Linked DNA regions of Mus musculus: regions 1, 2, 3 and 4 are each linked to region 5. A link is a contact called in public ChIA-PET, Hi-C and promoter capture Hi-C data. All regions are on one chromosome and are shown on one strand. Each heading gives the region's core, a stretch centred on a gene start, on an enhancer-like site or on the middle of the called end of the contact. The rest is flanking DNA. Distances are from core to core; before and after follow the strand shown.

Region 1 (2,700 bases), core at 166-2,665, 140 kb after region 5:
ATCATGGTGTTTCATCACAGCAACAGAATGAAACTACAACAGTGGTTGAGCCCTTGCCCCGCTCAACCTTCAGTGCCAGATAGATAAATAAGTAATACAAGTGAAACCCCTGACCAAGACCCTGCCAAGATCATCAGAAGCAAGAACAGTCAGTAACCTGGAGATGTGCTGCATCCAGGAGATGCCAGAGGAGACACAATGGCTAGACGTGATATGGCACGCTCAGTGGAATAGGGGCAGAATCGGGACAGTGACTGACAACTGAAGGATCTGACAAAGTGTGAGCACTGGTCCAGAGGTGGTGAGGGCACAATAATAGCGTGAGGCTGGCAGTAGGGGAAGCAGGCCTGTGGCATATGAAAAAGCACATCCTCTTCACAACGTTTTTCTTTCTTTTTCATCAGCACTAAGGAGGTAAGGTGGTGGCACGCACATGCTGGCAAATGCTCCGCCACTGAGCTATATCTCAGCCCTTTTCTTTTTGAGAAAGAGTCTCCTTAAGTTGCTCAGGCTGGCCTTGAATTTAGACTCATCCTTCCCTGTGACTCTGGAGTAACTGGAATTATAGGAGTGTGCTAGCTCAGCACACAGGTTCCGTTCTGCTGCCCTTTCTCTCTCTGTTTGTTTCCCATATGTCTTTCTCGACAGATGGGGCATGCTAAGCGAGTGTACTGCCTCTGAGCTACACCCCAGACCCCATTTACTTGTGATTGATAGGTAGTCCCAATCTCACTTATTTTTTTTTTTTTATTTTTTTTTTATGCTGCTGTTTGCTTTTTGAGGCAAAATCTCGTGTATCCCACGCTAGCCTCAAGTTTTCTGAGGAGGACTTTGGATCTTCTGCTTCCATCCCGTAGCACCGGGAGTACAACTCCACAACTCCATTCTTTTAAGTAATGTCCTGAAGTCAGTGCCCAGCCCGGGCATCAACCCAAAGCAGAAATGCTGCCTTCTAAGCTGGCTGATTGACATCATCCCAGGCATGTACAAAGTAGGTCACTTCAGTCACTGTCTACCTGCATTTTCAGAGATTAGTCAGAACGGGTAACCTGTTTCAGGTCAGCAGCAGGAAAAGGCGGTGTGGGATGGAAACGGAGGTACCCAAGTTCCCCTTGAGGAGTAACACCCAAAACAAGTGTCACAACATCTTAGTCACTCCCACTGTGTTTACGCCACCCCCTTTAGATGTGTCACTTCCTTGGGCTTCCTCCCAAATATAAGAGAGCAACTGCCAAAGCACTATAAAAAGTTTGTTCCTGACCCCCAGTTGCCAATAGACGTCCTCCAGCTTTAATCCTCAGCAGATCACATTTCTGATGTTCCCTCGTGCACACGGCAACCAGGGCCCCTCCAGGCAAGCAGACAGAACACACACACACACACACACACACACACAGCATCAGAGAGACACGGTGGCACTCAATTAAGGATAGTAAAGAGCTGCACCTAACAGGCTTACCATCCCTAGGAATCTGTGCTACCTTAGGAAAACTCTGTGTCCAAGGAACACAGAGCAAGGAAAACAGCAGCCCTCAGATCTAGATAGACAGTACTGCTGAGTTCCTTAGCAGACCTCAGAACACACATACACATGAATGTCAGGTGACACCATTTTCCATTACATGGTCATTACCACATGGGGTGTCTCCATGGTTACCTTTCTTCTCCTGTCAGGAGGACTATAATGCTTTTCTGTTGACCATGGTTTTCCTCTGAGGACAGGGAAATAATACTTCCTTGCCTCTGGTGTTTACACCCTGTGCGGTATTTCTCTGTGTTCTCTGCAGGGCGGCCTCTCAGTCCTTGCACAATCCGGTTTGCTTACCCACTGCTGACACTGCTCACGGAGCTCCCTGCTCCCTGTTCACACTATGTTGTTCAGACTCCAGAAACAGAGACTTGATCTCACTATTGATTAATGGCTATCTGGGTGGGACATACTGCTAATTAGGAAGGAGCGTATCTGTGACAAACAAGTCCCTGTATTTAGAAAACAGGCAGGACAGAGCCATGGACACCTGTTCTGTACTGTCCCCACAGGAATAAAAGAACATTCCGGCATTACAAAGAACACGAACCCTACCACCCTGGGATCTGGCCTAGGTCTGTCGATGACAAATTGTGGTAGCTTGGGCAAGCAAGCCTCCTGGCTTTTGGTTTCTTCTCTGCAGAAGAGCTGAAAGCTGACCAATCATTTCAGGTTCCCAAGGCTCCTAATTTTAGCACTAGGGGGTTCGTGTGTTCCGGGGATCTTCTCAATCGCAGCTAATCTTGCTCTGGGAAGTTTGTATATTGGGTGTCAGACAAGCAGAGAGTTTCTGTTTCTGATTTTTATGAGGCTAAACCTTAGATGCTTCTCAAAGTGCACTATACAAGCCATTAAGAGGTGGACTGAGTCACAGGATGTTTGGTGGGTGTATGCAAAAAACGTGCAAGATGTCCTGCCTCCTGACCTCTGACTCACCCAGGGCAGGAGAGCATTCTTAATGTCTCACAGGAAGAGATCAGTAGAGAATGAAATACTCGGACAAAAAGTGCCCTCTGGTTTCCCAATATAAAAGAAGCTCAGAAAACAATTGACTAATATGTTTGTGATGAATGCTGTGGCTGCCAGACTCCTTGCAAGTGATCTTGTAAGCTCTGATGCTCCATCTCCAACTGACTGGTCTCTTGGCTTCCACCCCCAAGAAGCCACTCCCC
Region 2 (2,700 bases), core at 115-2,614, 220 kb after region 5:
AAGATTGTAACAAAGTCAAGCTTGCCTGGGCTACAGAATGAGTTCAAGGCTAGCCTGTGTAACTTAGTGAGATCCTATCTCAAGAAGTAAAAAGAGGAATGGGGATAGTTGAAGAGTGCTTGGATTTACCCCCCTCAGGACCAAAAAAAAAAAACCCAAGTAAGTAAAATAGGCCAGTATAAGGCTGCTGTTATTTTACCAGTTGCCCTTAAATTTGGCATATTGGAAAGGGAAATTAAAATATCAGAGTGAACATTTTTTAGTCACAAATAGGTGTATCTTATCTATAATGGTTATACAAAATAGTTTTTGCTTCTTTAGACATAGGGTTTCACTATGTAGGTGGCTTGGAACACACTATTAGACTGGACTCAACTCTCCGAGGTCTTCCTGCCTCTGCTTTCCTGTGTGCTAAGGTTAAAAGCTGTCTATCCCAGGAAATACTTTAAAAACTACAGTGTATGTGGCTGCTTGAGATTAGGGAAAAGGTAAAATAGTGAGTTTTAGTTGGGGCAAAAAAAAAAACCCAAAAACCCCGTATTTTTTAAAAATAAAAGTAGTAGTGGTAAGGCATGATGACTGTACCTTTGAGTTGAGGCAGGTTGATTGTGAGTTCTAGGCCAGCTATAGCGAAAGTTTGAGGCCAGCCTAGGCCATCTGTATCATAAGATACTCATTGTATTTCTGTTGTAAATATTCTGAGTTATCCTGTGATGTGTCCTGATTGTAGAGTTCTTCTAAGAATTCATCTCAGTTTTTAAAGATCAATCTAGAGCCATTAAGATGGTTCAGTGAGTAAAGGACCCAGATTTAGTCCTTATCCTCTGTAGCTATGTGATTATCATCATTATTATTATTATTTAGCCTCTGTGTGCTTCTTTTGAAAAAGCATAAGGTTAGATATTACATTCAACTCAGAATATATTGAAATATTTCAGACAGAAATATCTTACTCACTGGAAGTTCTGTCATACACCTTTAATCCCAGTACTTGGGAGGTAGAAAAGGGAAGAGTTCTGAGTTTAAAGCCAGCCTCCTCGACGTAAGAGTTCCAGGACAGCCTTTTTAGGGGAGAGTTGGTGTTCATTTGTATTTCTAATTAGTTAACTGTGAATAAGCTCCTTTTATTTTTTTAAAAGAAAGGACACTCTAGGACATTCTAAAGAGTTATTTTAGTAAACATTTAAAATCTACTAGAGTGTCTTTCTAGCACTTAGAATGTGTAAGTGAGAATAACAATGGTGTGGAAGCTGATATGGGACAAAATGGTCCTTTTTTTGTTATGTCGTGTGGAGGAGAGGTTTCGCCTTGGCAGTCTTCGTGTTAGGCAGGCTTCTGACTATGTCCCCACAGCCTCACAGTCTCATTTCCTGACAGTCTGAGCAAGTGCCTGGGAGGAGGGGGGAGGGGAAGATGAGCTCAGGAGTGGATAAGCTGTTAATCGTCATGACATTTATAATTACTCTGCTTACTTTGATAGGTACGAACTATGGCTCGAGACTTGTATGACGACCACTTTAAAGCTGTTGAAAGCATGCCTCGTGGGGTGGTAGTGACACTCAGAAATATAGCAACTCAGCTGGAGTCATCTTGGGAACTCCATACGAATAGACAAGTATGTCAAGCTCTTTTGTTTTCAGATTTTTTAAAAGCTGTGTTTGTGTGTTTTGCCTACATGTATATGTCTGCACTGCACGTGTGTTTGGTGCCCACAGCGGTCAGAAGGCATCGTCACTCAGAAGCCCTAGATACAGATAGCCGATACAGATAGCTGTTTCTGTGAACCACCATGTGGGCACTGGGAGCTGCACCTGGAGCTGCGGCAAGAGCAGTGGGTGCTATGACCGCTGAGTCGCTCCAGCCCCGCTTTTTATTTTATTTTATTTTAACTGCAATTTTCTTGCTGAATTTCTCTTCTTTTACTGGCTTTCTTTTCTACAGTCAAGGTTGGTTTTCTTACTTCGTTCATCTGCTTTTATGTTTCTTGCATGTTGTCCCTGGTCATCTTACTAGTTAGTATCTGTGAACTCAGTCGTTGAAGATTGATGGTCTTTTTTGACTTAGGATTCATGGTCACCTCACATTTTGCTTTTTTGTACCTTTTTTTTTTTTTAAGATTTATTTATTTCATATATATGAAGACACTGTCGATGTCTTCAGACACACCAGAAGAGTGCGTTGGATCCCCATTACAGATGGTTGTGAGACACCATGTGGTTGCTGGGATTTGAACTCAGGACCTCTGGAAGAGCTCTTAACCACTGAGCCATCTCTCCAGGCCCCGCTTTTTATTTTTTTGAGGCAAGTTTTTGCTTTGTAGCACTGGCTAGCCAGGCTATCTGCAAACTTTAGGAAGTCCTCTGACCCAGGGCTCCCACATGCAGAGATTACTGGCAGTCACCACTGTGTCTGACTGACCTGCATGGCTCATAATGGTCTTGAACTCATGATCTTCTTATCTCATCCTCCCAAGTGCTTGGGTTTCTAGGTTTGTATGTTTCATCTCAATCTCTTGGTTTTAAGGTGAATAATGACTTTCAGTTTGCATTGTATCCTCTTCTTGCCCTGCTCCTTACCTTGTAACTTTTATGTTGAGTAGTGAGTAAGAGCCAGGAAGCTTACACTCCACAAACAGGTCTTTCTCACACCTAAGTTTAGTGTCGTTGTGTGAGGCAGGAAGAGTTTTTATGTTTAAGGTGT
Region 3 (2,700 bases), core at 107-2,606, 240 kb after region 5:
TTGTTGTTCTTTCATCTGCTGAAAACGTCCCTCAAACAGAAGTAGGGTCATCTTCCAGTGCAAGCACCAGCACCCTAACAGCGGAAACGGGAAGTGAAAATGCGGAAAGGAAGTTAGGCCCTGATAGTTCTGTTCGAGCTCCTGGGGAGTCTAGTGCGATATCCATGGGGATTGTTAGCGTTAGCTCTCCTGATGTTAGTTCGGTATCTGAATTAACCAATAAGGAAGCAGCTTCACAACGACCCCTTAGCTCTTCGGCAAGTAACAGACTGTCGGTGAGCTCTCTGTTGGCAGCCGGGGCCCCTATGAGCTCCAGTGCGAGTGTACCTAACCTGTCCTCAAGAGAGACATCTAGCTTGGAGAGCTTTGTCAGGAGAGTGGCAAACATAGCACGGACTAATGCCACCAACAACATGAACCTAAGCCGAAGCAGCAGTGACAACAACACTAACACTTTGGGGAGGAACGTGATGAGCACCGCAAGTAAGTGAGCTTTCCTTCTGGGGTCCAGTACTTCCTGTGAGGGAGCTGAGGCTAGCCACGTCAGACAGACTGCCCTCTCAGATGCAGCACTTGGGAACTATGAAGTCAGGGTCTGAAGAACCTACAGTAGTTCAGGACTTGAGACTAGCTTGCATTTTATAAGAGACGGCTACACAAAACTACACGACAGATTAGCTGACTAGTTCCCACGGCACGCCTCTCACTCAGCCCCTGTATTCACTATAGCTTCCAAACGCTAGCTAACTCTAATTTTAAGTTACTAATGGGGCCAAGTGATTCCCATAAAATTACAATAAAATTAATCCTGTTGCTTATTTTTTGTAAAAGCTAGGCTTTAAAAGGTAATTATGGACTTTTTTTTTCCTTTTTTCTTTTTTTATTTTTTTTTTTTTTTTTTTTGTTTTCAAGACAGGGTTTCTCTGTGTAGCCCTGGCTGTCCTGGGACTCACTTTGTAGACCAGGCTGGCCTCGAACTCAGAAATCCACCTGCCTCTGCCTCCCAAGTGCTGGGATTAAAGGCGTGCACCACCACCGCCCGGCAGTAATTGTGTTTTTAAAAACAGTAAGTTTTAGTTGGTTTTCAGTTCGGTTCCCAAAGTTGTTGCTTTTCAATGTTTTCATTATTAATGTGTTTCATGAAATTAAAAAAATATTTTATCTTGATTTTTTTTTTTTTAAAGGTTCCTTCAATACTGCGTATTTAACTGATTTGCTTCATTTTTATTTTTAGCTTCTCCACTTATGGGTGCTCAGAGTTTCCCTAATTTGACCACACCTGGTACTACATCAACAGTGACAATGTCAACATCGAGTGTTACGAGCAGCAGCAATGTAGCTACGGCAACCACAGTTTTATCAGTGGGTCAATCATTAAGTAATACTTTAACCACCAGCCTCACATCAACCTCTAGTGAGAGTGACACAGGCCAGGAAGCAGAATACTCCTTATATGGTAAGTTACAGATCAAAGTTTATTAACTATACAATCCATCCATCCAACTGGATCCATTAACATGGTGCATTTTTCCTGGAATTCTTGATGAGGAATGGAATTTGAGGTAAGGTCTTACTTTGTAGCCTTAGCTGGTTTAGAACTCACTATGTAAACCTGGCTGGCTTTAAATTCACCTGTCTCTGCCTCCTGAGTGCTGGGATTAAAGGTCTGCACACCACGTCCATCCTTATATATTTTCAACCTTTTATATAAAATAATGTCTTTGTATAAAATGGAAAAACTCCATGATGTAGAGAAGATTAAAAAATTATCTGATTATAGGGGCTAGGAAGATGGCTCAGGGGTTAGTGTGGTTGTCGGTCCTACTGAGGACCCAGGTTTTTAGAAAAAAAATTAATAAAACAAGTAGAGTACCTACCTTCCAACCTGATCAGGTACATACCTGTGTGTATGGGGTTTGTTTGCTTGTTTAAGCTAAAGGGAATTGTGTCCTTTAGCTATTTCTTTTCCTCAGTGTATTTGAAAATATATCCCATTGTTTGATGTGTTTCTACAACATTTGGAATTACTGCCAAATATTCCACTATAGGGTGATCATGATAAGTTATACGCTTTGTCTAACAGTTACAACTTTTTCTTTCTCATAAACATAAATATACAACCTAGTATTGCTGTGGATCGCCTTAGGTTTGTTCTTTAAAGTAATTACTTCCAAAACAGTTGTCTTCCTGTCAAGATGAGTTGAAATATTTTTTATTTTTTTACCACATAGCCTTGATCATGTTTATTGTCTCCCCTTTGGCAATACTAGAAATCAAACCCAGGACTCACAGGTTAGGAGAACCCTCTGTCCTTGAACTGTATCTTCTGCCCTCTGTTCTTTTAAAAAAATATTTTTGATACTTTCAAAGAAGAGCTTATGTATGCACATCTGAATATGGGTATTGGAATCCAGAACAGGACGTCAGGTCCCTAGAAACTAGAGTTACAGGTGACTGTGACCTGCTCAGCATGACTGCTGGGGACTGAACTCATGACCTTGGCAAGAACAAGTGCTCTCAACTGTTGAGCCGTCTCTCCAGCTTTTCACTTTAGTTCTGGACTGCGGTGATCTAAATAGGGCTGTGAGTTTGCCATGTGAAAGGGAGTAAAATGTTGAGGCTGTTGGCTGTGTTAGGTGATGGAATCCCTCTTCTCTGTGCCTGACACTGACGGACCATGGAAGACTGCTAGTTAGAAGG
Region 4 (2,700 bases), core at 160-2,659, 160 kb after region 5:
CCTCCGACATCACCTTCTCCTTTGAAGCATGCATCAGAGCCATTCACCATCAAGCCCGGCTCCATATATTCTGTATGTTAAGTTGGGGTTTTGTCTTATTTTTCTAGACAGGGTTTCTCTGTGTAGCTTTAGCTGTCCAGGAACTCACTCTGTAGACGAGGCTGGCCTTGAACTCAGAGATCCACCTGCCAAACACTAGGATTAAAGGCATTTGCCATCACACACACACCCCAGCTTTACATAGGTTTTATATGTGTTATAAGGCACTGAACTTACAACTTTTCTTATAGGAAGCTTTATTTCAACTATGTTCATTTGGGTGTTATGTATAGAAACAGAATGAAAGCAATCTATTTGGGTGAATTATTAAAGTGAAACATTGTTGCGATTCATCATGTGAAGGTGTGTCTCTCTGTATATTCAAGTGTTAATGCTGTGCTTGCAGAGAGCTAAACATTAGCAGGATCTGGTATTGTTATTTCCTTGGCCCATCACTGGTCTCATATTTTGTAAATATTTGTTCTCCCTCACCTGCCTAAGGCAGTCTAGAATTGTATCTCATCGGCTTTAATGAAGGCCCATAGCTGAGCAGGAAGTGGAAGGTAGGAGATAGGGACGCTGGGAGAAGAGTTGGGACACAGGAGATTCAGCAGCACGTGCGGAGGTGGACTGAGAGCCCTGGCGGAAAGGTAGAACTGGCCATGGGGCAGGATGCAGGCCAGAATTAATCAGGATAGAGTCCTTGCAAGACTGCCAGCTAAGGCCTGAGCTTTAAAATATTAACAAACCTCTGACATTATTTATATAGCTGGCAGGTCTATAGAAAGTCCTGTTATAAAATATGATGAATAGAATATTATTTAAGTGCTTAAAATATGGTAAGGGAGAAAAGGCTTTTAAGTTACCAAAACAAAAGTGACAAAAACTAATAAGCATATGATGACCTCAGCCATAATAGAGCTGGTTCTTAGCAAAATGGATTTTAAACATCTCTCCTTATATTTTTCTTCTGTTGTTTTGTTTAGGTATTTGTATTTGGTTTTTGGAAATACAAATTCAAGCCAGGCAGTGATGGCGCATGTCTTTAATCCCAGCACTTGGGAGGCAGTGGCAGGCAGATTTCTGAGTTCGAGGCCAGCCTGGTCTACAGAGTGAGTTCCAGGACAGCCAGGGCTACACAGAGAAACCCTGTCTCAAAAGCCCACACCCCCCTCCAAAAAAAAGAAAGAAAGAAAAAAGAAATACAAATTCAGGTTTCAAACTCTCAGGCCTCCTGTCTCAGCCTCACAGGATACAAAGCATGGGTGACTGGCCTGATGATGTTCTTTTTAATAGTTAAACATTTTACTACCAAAGGAAAACAGACTGTTAGCTGGGTCTGGCAGAACATGCCTGTCAATGGGGGGTGGCCGCAAGACCAAGAGTTCAAGGTCATTCTCAGCTCTCAGGTACCCTGGGCTGCATGGGATGATGGATCTTGACTCAAGAAAAAGAAGAAAAATGGCTTTTACAAAAAAGCATGTTTTGGCCCCCCAATAAACCAGTATTGCCAGAAACTGCTCTGACTTCTAAGGTTTCATGCCTGAGAAAGTTTTCATGGGAAACAATAAAGGTCACAAAACAACTTTCCTTCAGATGTCCTGCCCTGTGCCGCAATGTTTGCCAAGAACTGTTTCCCCGCCTCCTGGTTCCTCTCATTGGCCCGTTGGTCTTTCCATCACAGGTGACCTCCAGTATCTTGGTCCCACATAGCTCAGGGTGAAGAGCTGAGTAATCCTGAACCTGGGGCTGCTGCCGGAACAACCTTTCACACAGTGCCCACTGCTCCCGGTTGCACAACATGTTTGACTGCGAGAGATAAACGCCAGGTTTACATTTGACTCCAGTCACCTTCGGGGCCAGCAGCCGGAGCCTGTAAACAGCACCCACTCCTTTAGAAAGGCGCGACTTTCCCAAAGTCCTGCCTTCCGAGCGCTGCGCCAGGCTGGGAGGAGGTGGACAAGGAAGGGGAGTATTCCAAAGAAAAAGGAGGCTACAAGCAAGCTCTCGACTCTGTTTAGGAAGAAAAGGAAGAGCCGAGCTGAAGCATTGGCCCTGCGGGGGGTGGGGGTGGGGCTCATTTTGTGAACTGGAATTTAAGAACTAAAACTAGTCCCCCTAACGTGTTTCTGTTTACCCATCAGAAATCAATCTCTGATTGGAGCAGGTACTTTTTCCTCCGTAAAACAGGCCAAAGAGGAAACGGAACTGTCTTAGTACTAAAATAATCTGTAATTTAATTGATGTTGCATGTTAGGCTTATTGAAGACACCACTATGAGAAGATTCTGTGCTTTGTTTTCTGACACTGAAAACTGCAGGGTGGGGGCGAGAAAAATCCCCCCACGACTTCACACAGGTTATAGGAGGAAAACTAATAGTCGAGAAGGAGGGATTTCAGTGGATTCTTTCAAGAATAAACATGTCTTACTCAGATCTTGAAGCCTGTGACTATCGAGTACATCTAAGTACATCGAGTTCCTTCTGTTGGTTGAAGCTAGGTTTGCTGCGTCTTGAGTCCAGATGGAACAATGACACTAAGACAAAGCCTTAAGCAATTTTGTTTGCTAATAAGATGTCAGACCACTAATGAAAGGGCAGCTTGCTTTGGCTTAGGAGAGCAAGCTTCCCATAGAAAGCAGCTCCTAAGTGTGAAAGAGCA
Region 5 (2,700 bases), core at 64-2,563:
TCACTCTGTAGACCAGACTGGTCTCGAACTCAGAAATCCGCCTGCCTCTGCCTCTGGAGTGCTGGGATCAAAGGTGTGTGCCACCACTGCCCAGCTATAAAATGATTTTCATTGCTACTTTATCACTGTAATTTTGCTACTGTTATAAATAAAATGTAAATCTCTGTGTTTCCCAATAGTCTTTGTAAGACACCGAAGCTGGGCCGCCACTCAAGTCCCGGGATGAGCTGGCCAGCACCCCAGTGACCCGAGAGAAAACCACACCTGATGCAAACTGCAAGAGGTTTTATTATCAGTTAGCTGAGGACAAAGTCCCTCTGCCATGCAGGGCAGGGGAGTTTGACCCTGAGCAGTGACAGTAGGGGGCTTTTAACAGCTAGCTGAGGAATTGGGAGGAGTTGGGAGGAGAGTTGGGAGGAGTTGAGAAGAGTTGGGAGGAGTTGAGAAGAGTTGGGAGGAGTTGGAAGGAGTTGGGAGGAGAGTTCTTCTCTTCCAGGTGTCCTTGGTGAAATTTACAAGGCAGGAGTGAGGAGTGAGTTCTTTCTGAATTTTTATCTCCCGTGTCCTCGGCACAGGAAGGCAGGCATCTCTGGTTGTAAAGTATAGAAACAAAAAGGCTTTTTGCTGGCTATAGTGAACAAAGAGCTTCTTTCTGGCTGTATTTTTAGAGATCAGGGAAAACAAGCTTGGGGAACGTCCCAGGGGCTTTACCTTCCAGGGAGAAATGCTCTAAATCGGGGTCCCACATCTTAGGTGCTCCCTTCTATAGTTGCATCTGTCCCCCACCCACAGGTTAAGTTCCCTCTCTGCCTGCTTTGAGATCAATTGATCTCATTCTAGTTATGTCTTTATAATAAATATAGAATGGATTTAACTCTGACTTACATTCTTTCCAATACCTGGAAACCTAAGCTTTCTGAAATGAAAAATATTTCTTCAAAAGCTATGAAGCAGGTAGCAGAGCAGGATGGGGTGGGGTGGGGCTGTGGGCGGGCACACATGTAATTCCTGCAATTGGGAGAAGGAGTTCAGTTCAAGGTCAGCCTCAGCTATGTGGTTATTGCGACCAACCCCGACTCTATGAGACCCTACCTCCAAAAACAAAACTAAAAACGAGGCATTCGAGGATGAGATTAGGTTAAAGAAGGAGGGAGAGAAGGAGAGACAGAGATCTCTAAACAAAAACCCTCCAAGAGACTGAAGCTTCAAAGCTCCAAAGCTGGTCAATTCCACATCCGGGACTCCGGAGAGCCAGGCGGAGGCCCCGCCCACTTAGGTGGGGCCACGAGCAGTGGGAGGCGCCTACCCGAGCATGCGCAGTGCGGACCCGCGCCATGGCGGACGGTGGTCGTGTGGCCCAGGCTCGTGCGCTCCTGCAGCAGTGCCTGCACGCTCGCCTGCAAGTGCGCCCGGCCGATGGAGACGCCGCGGCGCAGTGGGTGGAGGTAACGCCCGGCCCTATCCGCGGAACCGTGCCGGTCTTCCTGTCATCTTTCGTGAGATGAAGAGCTTGTCCCTTTCCGTCTGCCCACTTTAGTGGGCTGCCTAGCTGTCTCTTTGGACTTGGCGTCTGGTGGTGGCCTGTGCCCCACTGGTTCGCTCTGCAGCTCTCAGCCTGCGGATGATCTTTCTGCCTTAGTATATTAAGTGTTGAGGTAACAGCGTGAGCCATCTCGCTTCTCAGAATTTTCAGGGAATCTCACCGCCAGTAGATCCTTAGATTCCATTATCCCGCAATGCGGGGCTGCTCACCACCACCTGTAACTCCAGCTCGGTCGGATCTGATGGCCTCCTCTAGGCGGGACAGACACCTGCCGTTGTACACAGACACACAAGTGCACATAGTTAAACAAAAATCTTTTCCCAGGTAATTCAAGTATGAGTGCAGAGCTAGCTATATTTACACAGAAAACCATTAGAACCAGAAAGATATAGCTGAACGTAATGTCGCTAACAGTTAAATTGAGTCTCAAACATGTATAAAGCTTTGGAAGTTAAAGCATGAAATATAACTGTGTGTCTGCCTTCCCATTTATTTTTATGTAGCATTTGATAAACACCTGGGTTGTATTTACTGTGAGCTCAGCGCTGTTTTAAGCAGTTTGCAGTTATTAATTCATTTAATCTTTGTGGTGGCTTCTGAATCAAGTGAGCCAAGGAAATTAACATACAATCGATTCCCTCAGTGGTAGCAACGAAGTCATTTATCACTTGTTTATTTTCTTGTAGACTGTCTTACAGGAACTAGTAAACAAATATTCAAGTCATTATGTAAAATGAGAAGGTGTATATTCCTGATAACAACCAACCTTTTCCTACAGAACTTATCATAAATGTAATTTTCAAAGCCCAATCATTGGGTTTTCTTCAGGCATTGACCACGGTAACAGAAAAAGCAACTGAACAGTTCCTGGAATTTGTAAAAATAAGACAAGACCCCATGTAGAAATACCACTCTGTTTAAATGACTTAGGGGAAAATACAAAGTAACATCAGAGGACACTACTAACACTGTTGCTTATTCAACAGCCCCATGTGGGAAAAGGAGGATCATTTGATGTTGAATAAATCAGCCTGTAACTTTCTGTGGGCCTGGCAGAATTTGGGGGAGGCTGTCTGAAAACTGCTGGCTCAGTAGAAATAAATGCAGGCATGGTTTGTAATCTTCACCCCTTTTGACTGTAAATAAGCATGGTGCTT

The links. Promoter capture Hi-C pulls out the DNA fragments that hold promoters and counts their contacts. A called contact is a pair of places that touch in the nucleus more often than the background predicts. ChIA-PET counts read pairs in DNA pulled down with a chosen protein or histone mark.
Region 1: a contact with region 5 is called in an RNA polymerase II ChIA-PET map of effector CD8 T cells, with 43 read pairs. The contact joins the enhancer-like site here to the promoter of Dtd2 in region 5. A contact is called at or near these places in 1 of 484 Hi-C or Micro-C datasets (CD8 T cells), 4 of 115 datasets of contacts at active chromatin or transcription factors (CD8 T cells, effector CD8 T cells, embryonic stem cells and 1 more) and 1 of 9 other capture datasets (adipose tissue).
Region 2: a Hi-C map of rod photoreceptor shows a contact between it and region 5, with 2.7 times the contacts expected there. The contact joins the enhancer-like site here to the promoter of Dtd2 in region 5. A contact is called at or near these places in 3 of 39 promoter capture datasets (the C10 cell line, the HPC-7 cell line and pre-B cells), 1 of 15 datasets of contacts at CTCF or cohesin (pro-B cells), 15 of 484 Hi-C or Micro-C datasets (the AML12 cell line, B cells, cerebellar granule neurons and 10 more), 9 of 115 datasets of contacts at active chromatin or transcription factors (the 230-238 cell line, T-cell acute lymphoblastic leukemia, astrocytes and 5 more) and 3 of 9 other capture datasets (adipose tissue, liver and pancreatic islet).
Region 3: a contact with region 5 is called in a promoter capture Hi-C map of the HPC-7 cell line, with 2.3 times the contacts expected there. The contact joins the enhancer-like site here to the promoter of Dtd2 in region 5. A contact is called at or near these places in 4 of 39 promoter capture datasets (3T3-L1-derived adipocytes, the C10 cell line, the HPC-7 cell line and 1 more), 1 of 15 datasets of contacts at CTCF or cohesin (pro-B cells), 7 of 484 Hi-C or Micro-C datasets (the Ba/F3 cell line, the G1E-ER4 cell line, the HPC-7 cell line and 4 more), 3 of 115 datasets of contacts at active chromatin or transcription factors (the SCID.adh cell line, astrocytes and large pre-B cells) and 2 of 9 other capture datasets (adipose tissue and liver).
Region 4: a contact with region 5 is called in an RNA polymerase II ChIA-PET map of effector CD8 T cells, with 38 read pairs. The contact joins the enhancer-like site here to the promoter of Dtd2 in region 5. A contact is called at or near these places in 6 of 39 promoter capture datasets (3T3-L1-derived adipocytes, the C10 cell line, the HPC-7 cell line and 3 more), 3 of 484 Hi-C or Micro-C datasets (CD4 T cells, embryonic fibroblasts and pre-pro-B cells), 4 of 115 datasets of contacts at active chromatin or transcription factors (the 230-238 cell line, CD8 T cells, the SCID.adh cell line and 1 more) and 2 of 9 other capture datasets (adipose tissue and liver).

What each region holds. Positions count from the first base shown.
Region 1 is chr12:51,864,981-51,867,680 of GRCm38.p6, reverse strand. No RefSeq gene overlaps it. Among named protein-coding and RNA genes, the nearest start is that of Gm34894, 14 kb to the right of the region's middle. Within about 2 kb of position 1,415, at least 271 of the 459 cell types and tissues checked have an H3K27ac peak or open chromatin away from gene starts, as enhancers often do. A contact at or near this core is called in CD8 T cells, adipose tissue, effector CD8 T cells and 1 more, where this site is marked.
Region 2 is chr12:51,786,760-51,789,459 of GRCm38.p6, reverse strand. It overlaps Hectd1 (HECT domain E3 ubiquitin protein ligase 1), which reads left to right. Exons shown (of 43, transcript NM_144788.2): 16 at 1,481-1,615. Among named protein-coding and RNA genes, the nearest start is that of Gm5785, 40 kb to the left of the region's middle. Within about 2 kb of position 1,364, at least 3 of the 459 cell types and tissues checked have an H3K27ac peak or open chromatin away from gene starts, as enhancers often do. A contact at or near this core is called in rod photoreceptor, where this site is marked.
Region 3 is chr12:51,766,312-51,769,011 of GRCm38.p6, reverse strand. It overlaps Hectd1 (HECT domain E3 ubiquitin protein ligase 1), which reads left to right. Exons shown (of 43, transcript NM_144788.2): 25 at 1-483; 26 at 1,235-1,456. Among named protein-coding and RNA genes, the nearest start is that of Gm5785, 61 kb to the left of the region's middle. Within about 2 kb of position 1,356, at least 31 of the 459 cell types and tissues checked have an H3K27ac peak or open chromatin away from gene starts, as enhancers often do.
Region 4 is chr12:51,844,185-51,846,884 of GRCm38.p6, reverse strand. Gm34894 (a long non-coding RNA gene) reads left to right here. Exons shown (of 3, transcript XR_381584.4): 2 at 1,724-2,700. Among named protein-coding and RNA genes, the nearest start is that of Gm34894, 6.3 kb to the left of the region's middle. Within about 2 kb of position 1,409, at least 392 of the 459 cell types and tissues checked have an H3K27ac peak or open chromatin away from gene starts, as enhancers often do. A contact at or near this core is called in the 230-238 cell line, CD8 T cells, the SCID.adh cell line and 5 more, where this site is marked.
Region 5 is chr12:52,005,120-52,007,819 of GRCm38.p6, reverse strand. It overlaps Dtd2 (D-tyrosyl-tRNA deacylase 2), which reads left to right and starts at 1,313. Exons shown (of 3, transcript NM_029545.3): 1 at 1,313-1,445. The coding sequence starts at 1,335.